Linked DNA regions of Pan troglodytes: region 2 is linked to region 1. Evidence: chromatin contacts called from public Hi-C data. All regions are on one chromosome and are shown on one strand. Each heading gives the region's core, a stretch centred on a gene start, on an enhancer-like site or on the middle of the called end of the contact. The rest is flanking DNA. Distances are from core to core; before and after follow the strand shown.

Region 1 (3,794 bases), core at 614-3,113:
GGATTAAGGAGCAGCTCTGGGGTTGGAAGAGGACTGAGCTGATCGTGGGTGGTGGTGCCCGCAGCAGAGGCGGCAGGTGGCCTCTCAGCCCAAGAAGGGGATGGGTGGAGGGAAAACCTTTGCGTCGTCCCTTGTTCCTTCTTTGTGATTTCTGCTGTGGGCTGGAGAAGCCGGGGCGGTCACAGACTCTGAGGTGGCTTCGGGAAACCCCCGGGAAAGCTCAGGAGAAAGAGCTTTCTTTCTCCTGACCGGTGGCCCTGCTTGAGGTCAGAGATCTGCGTGCCCCGTTGAGACACCCTAGAGCTGGGTGGGTTCTTCATTTCAAACCAAACCAGAACTCCGGAGCGCACCCCACTTTTTACTTGTCTTTGGCAAAAACATCTCATTTCAAAAAGCATGCGTGTAAGAAGAAAGAAGGCACCAAGCCACTCCAGCCACTCTCCTTGAAGGACCCTGGGGCCTTCGGAAGGGACTCCAATCCCAACCCCACAGGGGCGGGGAGCGGATGGCAAGGAAAACAAGAGCCAGGACACATCGTTGCTAGCTTTGCCAGCCAGATGCAGTGCTGATGTCGGCATGCGCTGCAGATTTGGGGTAATGTTCCTTTAATAAGGAGCCCCCTACAGCATTTCAATAGGCCCTGGGGGCTGCCGGGGCTAGGCTGTGCCCCTGTCACCCTGCCCAGTCCCTGCCCTCACCCTTCCCCCCGCAAAATTTACCCTGGTTCATTGTACCTAGGAAGCACCATAAATATTTCTTGAATTTAAGTGCCTCATTCTCCCTGAATAGACGGGAGCCTACTTTGAAATAAAAGTTCAAAAAGAAAAAAAGAAAGCCTCACATCTCCCAAACTTCAAACAGCGCCCAGTCAGAGGCAGTTCGCTGGGCTTGAAGTTTGTAGTCAGGGAGGGCGATGGCAAGGAGAGGGCAAGTAACGTGGCCCCAGTGTGTCCTCGAAGAAGCCTCCTCCTAATAACCTCATGTTTCCCCCGTGTCCCACAGTGATGGATTTGACATAAGCAACTGCTCCATGCAGCCAGGCCGGCCAGGCTCCTCAGGCTGTGCTGGGGACGCAGGGTCCGGTGGGTGGGGGCATCTACCAGACCCGCTGAACTAGGGGCAAGTTGTGACAAAACCAGCCTTATTCTTGGGGAAAATGTGTGAGGTGTTTTTTTTTTTCTTTCCTCCCACACAAAGGTGATTTCAACCATTCCATTTGGCTGCAACGTTTTCTTCTCTGAGAAGCCGTGTTGAGGTGGCCCTGGCTTTTTTGTGAGCTCTCTTTAGTATGGGCTGCACACACTGTCGTAATCCATTTTTTCATCAGCTCCAGGATAACAAAGGGCCCCCTAAGCCCTGGAAACCCCCCTCTGACGCCGATTACGGGTTTCCTGGTGTCAGTCATGGCCGGTTTGTCAGGGCCAGGGAGAGAGAGAGAGAGAAAAGGGAGAAGGGGAGGAAGAGAGGGAGGAGGAGGTTGGGGGGGAGAGGGGAAGGAGGGGAGGGAGGCCGCTGGAGTTCAGCCGCCTCTGTGTGTGGTCTCAGGCTAGTCCTTATTTCATGAAATACATGCTTCATTCCTGGCTCAGGGTAAACCTGAGCCTCACTGAATGAGTCCCTTATCCACTTTCCAAAACACTGACGAGGTTTGAAAGGGCTCTGTGGGTAGACTGTGACTATCAGCAAAACCAAACAGGCCAGCTTATTTAGCTAAGCATTTTTAATATTTAAACATCCCAGCCTTCAGCTATTCGTGAACCGCTCAGCCAACAAGGCAAGAAGTCAGGAGCGCGGCGAAGCTGCCCGTGTTCCCGCAGGTGGGCCTGCTGTCCCCGTGCGGGGCCAGCCCAGGCCGCAAGCTCTCTCGCTGTTTCAGAGCTGGAACTGGGGACCCTGGGGGAGCTCCGGGCCAGAGCCCTCGCTGCCGCCCTCACCCAGGGCAGTCTGGGTGGCGGCTGGCTGTGGAATCACTCACAGCCTCTTCATAATCAGATGTGGTTTAAGCTTAACCTAGTGTTTCCCACCCTTTGAAAAATAAAAGTCTAGGCACCCCCTATTTGTAGAAAAAGAAAGCTCTCTGATGGCAGCGTAATTAAAATGCTAAGCTGGGAAGCTGTGGGCGTCCCAAGTCGGGAGCAGGTACAACAAATATTATCCCTGTGGACACGGCCAGAGCTCCCGCTCCGGGTGACGGGCGGCCTGTAAAATCGGCCTGCGACAGACCACAGGCTGGACCCCTCCCTGCCCGGACAGGATGGCACCAGACACCCGCCCACCAGACTTCATACCACCAGCTGGAAGTGGCTTTCTGGTTTATGGAGCAAGACGGAACTGTAAAGTCAGTCGTTCTCATGGGCCAGAGTCAAGTCAGCGCCCCCGCCCCACCCGAGCCAAAGGAGGCTTCTGGAGGCCCCGCCAGGTCCCCCTGAGCCAGCCGGAGCCCAGCCAGGCCTCCGGGCCAGACTCACCGGGTGCCACCGAGGGCCTGAATGGGCTCCCTGTCTGCCAGAGCAAACAAGCTCCCTGGGCAGGGCGCCCTGGGCACAGCCTGGAGCGGAGCAGGCCGGAGGTTACGAGTGACGCCAGGAGGACAGGGGACTTCTTCTCTCTGGAGATTCCATTAGGGAAAGACTGCCAAAAAGTTTGCCAGGAAGTTCAGTCTGCTCCGATATTATGGGTTCACGGACAAATAGCCCCATTCAAGGAGGACAGGGCCTGAAGGGCTTTGCTAAGGCGACCGCCTCCGCCCGGCCAGGACCCCCTCCTGCCACCCCAGGCTGCTAATCAGGCTTCCTCTGGGGCGGGCTCCCGGGATGCTCTGCGTTCCCGGGGCACAGTTTCCAGCCGAGCTCCTCTTTTCCCCGTCTATAAAATGTGGGCATTGACATCTCACTGAGGGGTTTACAAAAGGGCCTGACTTAGATAGTGCCTGGCCTTGGGGACTCCTCAGTGAATGAGGACCACTGTTACTGCAACTCAAACTTTGGAGCAGTTTGCAGACATCCTCAGGCTGGGGGCAGCTGGAGGCCTGGGGAAGCCCATACCTCCCCGCGGGACTGGTGAGGTGGGTGGTGGGGACCACCTGACATTTCCCCCCTGCATACACCTCCTGGTTGGGTCTTCCCAACTAATCCCGCAGGGTCCTCTAAGCCCCTCCCCTTCAAGCCTCCTGTAACCCTACCCTGGGCAGCGTGAGGCCTCCCTGCCCTCAGACAAACTCAGAGCTGCGTCCACGTGGACCCCACGCTCATCACGATGCCAGAGTCGCCAGATGGCAGGAGCCAGCCAAGGCACACAGGACGTGCCTGACCCCCGGCTGGTCATCCCTCCGGCGGGCCACCCTTCAGGTCAGAAGGGGCGTCTTGTGATTGTGCTGCTGCGTCCATCCCCCATGGTCCTCCATGGGCCGTCCTCGGAGACCACTGGAAGCAGATTTCTTACCCTTGTGGCCCAAAGGGAAACCACGGACCTTGGAATCTTAGACTACTGCCTCCACACCTAACTTGAAAGCCTGCAGGCAAAAGGGAAAAGCAGGGCGCTGCACAGAGCAGGTGCTCAGTCACGATTTGCTGACCTCACTTCGATTCTGAAGGAAGAGTGCAGAAACAATTAGAAGAGTGTGGCTGGAAGGAAGGCAGAGAGGGCGTGGGAGGGAGAGAATCTCCAGCTAGGATTTCTCAGAGAAGCACCTCAGTATGAATGCTGCTGGGGCAGGGCTTAGGACAGAGCTTCCCACCCCGCTGTGCGGTAGCTGGGGAAGAGGAAAGGCATGACAGGTGTGGCCTGAGACCACA
Region 2 (3,794 bases), core at 798-3,297, 530 kb before region 1:
ACCTTGATTCAACATTTTAATTGAAACAGATCATGGACTCAAAGGCATTTTATAGCCTTGTGGAAGGAAGCTGGGTGACAACTGGAACACACACAAACTCACAATCGAAAGCCCCTTGTTTTACAACTTGGGCACTCCATGCACCTGAGGCAACAATTTATCCGGAGTACCACCCAGAAATTTTAAGTTGCAATAACAAAGGATGACACCATAAAGCATTGTCTTTCTTTGTGGAGGCGATTAATTGCATGCTGAACTACTGTCGCCAATAAACACAGAAATAAATAAAAACCTAAAAGAAATGAACACACACAGAATGCTGAAAAAGGACTATTGTGGTAGTTCAAGACCTCAGTGATCCAATTATCAAATATTTAGAGCCACCCATTGTGGCTCTTTATTATTTATGTCTAGTTCTTTTGTATTTCTCCTCCCCAGGGAGGAAGAAAGGATAAAAAGGGAGGAAGACGGTCTTCTCTCCCAGGTGCAGGAAAACAGGTCTGTGGGTGTCTTCCACAGCCACCCACCCATATGGTTCTTCTTAGGTGATGGAAACAGATCAGTTTCCCTGAGAGTGTGCTCATCCACACGCTAGCATCATTTTAAACATGAACGTACTAAATACGTGGAGACACAGCGCATGTCACCCAGAGGCACAGTTTCTGGGGGTCTTGGGGTTCAGCGCTGGGCCCGGGCCTGTAAAGTGAGAATCGGTCCGGCCCGCCCCCGGGCTCCCCTGAGGCCGCACTCTGCACTCTAAGCACTGGGCTGGTCGCCCATCTCTGTAAGGGTGGCAGCCACCCAAGCGCCTGAATCGGTGGGCATAAGAGTCACACACACCACCTCTCTTACCCACCGCCCCTTCCAGAACTCCAAAAGCCTCTCTGGCCCTTTTCCCGCAGCATGGGAGGGGAGGTGGGTAAGGTGCGTCTCTTCTAGCCCGGGTGTCCCGCACCCCTAGGCGTGCGTGCGGGCTCGAGAGCGGGTCTGCGGGGCGCGAGCGTGCCCTTCCCTGCGGCTGCGGCTGCTCCCGCGAGCTGGCGGCAGCGGCTTCCGCGCGCGCGCTCTGAGCCCCCTCCCCTCGGCGCTGTCACTCTCCGCACCAGCCCTTCCATCACCAGCTCTGCCTCCGCTGGCGAGTCAGTAGCCACCACCAGGCTGATGAGCGGAAGCCAAGGTGGCGACCCTTTCAGGCGTGAAAATGGGAGCTCCGGCGACCCCCTCCGTGAGAATTCCCCCCGGAGCCGTTCCTCAGCCGGGGCCCGCCGCGGCCAGCCCCCTCCCCGCCACGCGGGGCTGGCCTCGGGGGCGGGGGCCCGGGCGTGCGAGCGAGCGTGGAGGCGCGGGACCCGCGCTCCCGCGCCCAGGCGGCGCAGCCCACCCGGCCCCACGGCCCCTGCGCGCGGCCCGCCCCTCCTGCCCGGCGCTCGGGGCTCGCTCCTCCGTCCGCCGCGCGGGGCGTCCCGCGTCCCCGTGTCCCCGCGCCGCCCGAGGAGCACGGCGCGCGAGGGCGAGGTGGCGTCGGCGGCCGCCGCGCTGGCTGCACTCACCATAGCCGGCCGTCAACCCCTGCTCGGAGCGCGGGTGCCGATGGCGCGGACGCTGGGCTTGGATTTCACATCAATTCCTTTTTTTTCCCTGGCCCCCCTTTCCTCGTCCTCCGCTCCTCCGTCTTCTCCCAGTCTTCCCTCGTCTCCCCCTTGCCTTGTCGCTGCGGGTCTCTTTGTCTCCCCTGTCGTCTTTTTCTTCTCCTCCGTTTTCTTCTTCTTCTCCTCCTCCGTCTTTACAAAAGGAACGGAAAGTGTAAAAACCCCGGCGCGCTGGGCCGCCGGAGGCTTTCGGCGGAGTGCAGCGCGGACTCACAATTACAAGCCTGTTTCTATTAAGCAGTTCCATGGCCCTCGGCGTGGGTGGTCTGCCGCGCCATAGGCAGGACCTGTCAGGGTCACGTGACGGATCCGAAAACTTTACCCCTTTACAATAAACTCAAGGAAAGCAAAGTAAACTCGAGGAACGTGCTATCAGCACAGCCCTCCTGGGTAAACAGGCGCTCCCCTCCCCGCCTTCCTGGGAGGCGCCCTGCCCGGCGAGCTCCCGCGAACCTAGCCACCCTCTCCCCGCCCCCCGCGGCCGTGTTTGCTGGGGGCCGCCGGGCTGGGGGTCTCCGCGCGCTCCCGCGGCTTCTCCACCTTGTGCTCGGCTCCCCCGCCCCCGCAAACATTATTTGCTAACATTTGGCCATCTTGTCCCAATGCCGGTCGGGGGAGGTGTGGGGAAGCAAGGAAGCTCCTTTTAGCATCCTCAGCGCTCCGGGAAGTGGGGGGTTCCCAGAGGACTGCAGAAGAACACCACCTTTCATGCTTGCATTCTCAAAGGCTTTCCTTCTCGCATTCCCACGGAAGCGCGGAAAAGCTGGGAGCCTTCTAGATGACAGGCCTACGGGCCGCCAGGGAGGCGGGGAGCAGGAAAACCGGACAGATCACAGCGCCTTCCCGGGGAAATTTCAGCACGAGATGTGTGCGGATTCCTGTCGGTCCCTCGGAAGCCGTTTCTTCTGAAAGAGACCAAGGTGGCGTCCCTTGGAAACCAAGATTGGTAGCTGGTCCGAAGAATCACGGATTGACATTTGCTCCCTTTCTCTTCTGATTCCTGTGGTTTCTGGGGTATGCCACCCAAATGCTCCCACCTACTGTGCCGTCCTGTGCCAGGCGGCCTTGGGTGACTGGCCTAAACCTAGGAGCTGGTGGGTCGCGCTGATAACCCTGCTCTCGCTCAAGACTGAAGCGTTCTATTCGGGAGCGCCCCCGCTACAATGTCTGACATTTTATCTGCTCAACCCCGCCGCTGGTAGACGGTGTTTCACACGCTGCGTCTTTAAATGGGCCACATTATGAATAAAGATGAATTACAGATACAAGGGCAGGGTAGAGGGAGTGAGAACATTTACTGCAGCTCTGAAGAGCTGACTAGCTGGTCTTGAAATAAAGCCAGACTCTTCTCACTTCATTCTGGGCTGACAGTGTGATTAGGTGTGTGTGTGTTGGGGGCGGGGGGGGGGGGGGGGGGGGCGGGGCGGGGGTAGAAGAGGTGCCCCATGTGTTATTAAATAATAATAATCATCCTAGGAGTTTTGGGATCTCCCTCCCACAAAGATGACATAGCCATTCTTGAGCAGAGTCATTTGAGTTTCCAGAATGTATGTGTTTGAGACACGTTAAGTAATTAAGCATTAGAAGGGGGGCAGCCCTGTGAATTTGGCTGGTCCAGAAGGTCATTTTCATACCAGTGACTTCAGTCAAAAATGGACTCAAATGCATATTGGCTGACCATGGATTCTAAAAGTCACAATAGTTGTAACAACAACAACAACGAAAAACCCAACATTTCCCTTCGAAACACTTCCCCCTGTCTTTTGGTGTCATATCAAAGGGCCCTGTTTATCTATAAATGTGAGTGGGGTTACGAACAGGAAGGTATACATAATCTCCAAATAGAGGGGTCTAGAATATGAGGGAGAAAGGGGGATAAGAAAAAAGAGAAACAGCTGACAAAGGGCATTTAAATGGCCCACAATATACAGTTGCTAGGAAAATTCCAGCAGAACTTGAGGAGTTTGCTTTTTCTAGTTAAAATGAAGACCCTCATGGAAGCACACTTGGCTACATGCTCCTGCTGAGTGGTGGCCAAGGCTGATACTCAAGAGTGGACACTAGTTTTGTGTGGCCTAGGACTTAGGCAGCTTTCAGAGTGAAGGGGGAGGGGGGAGCTTCTTTAGCAACTCAAAACTGCAAACA

Evidence for each region. A called contact is a pair of places that touch in the nucleus more often than the background predicts.
Region 2: a contact with region 1 is called in a Hi-C map of stem cell-derived neural progenitor cells, with 3 times the contacts expected there. The contact joins the promoter of PTCH1 here to the enhancer-like site in region 1. A contact is called at or near these places in 1 of 7 Hi-C or Micro-C datasets (stem cell-derived neural progenitor cells) and 1 of 1 datasets of contacts at active chromatin or transcription factors (stem cell-derived excitatory neurons).

What each region holds. Positions count from the first base shown.
Region 1 is chr11:42,461,045-42,464,838 of NHGRI_mPanTro3-v2.0_pri, reverse strand. No RefSeq gene overlaps it. Among named protein-coding and RNA genes, the nearest start is that of ERCC6L2, 170 kb to the left of the region's middle. Within about 2 kb of position 1,863, at least 12 of the 24 cell types and tissues checked have an H3K27ac peak or open chromatin away from gene starts, as enhancers often do. A contact at or near this core is called in stem cell-derived excitatory neurons and stem cell-derived neural progenitor cells, where this site is marked.
Region 2 is chr11:42,986,449-42,990,242 of NHGRI_mPanTro3-v2.0_pri, reverse strand. It overlaps PTCH1 (patched 1), which reads right to left and starts at 2,047. Exons shown (of 24, transcript XM_016961227.4): 1 at 1,551-2,047. The coding sequence starts at 1,553.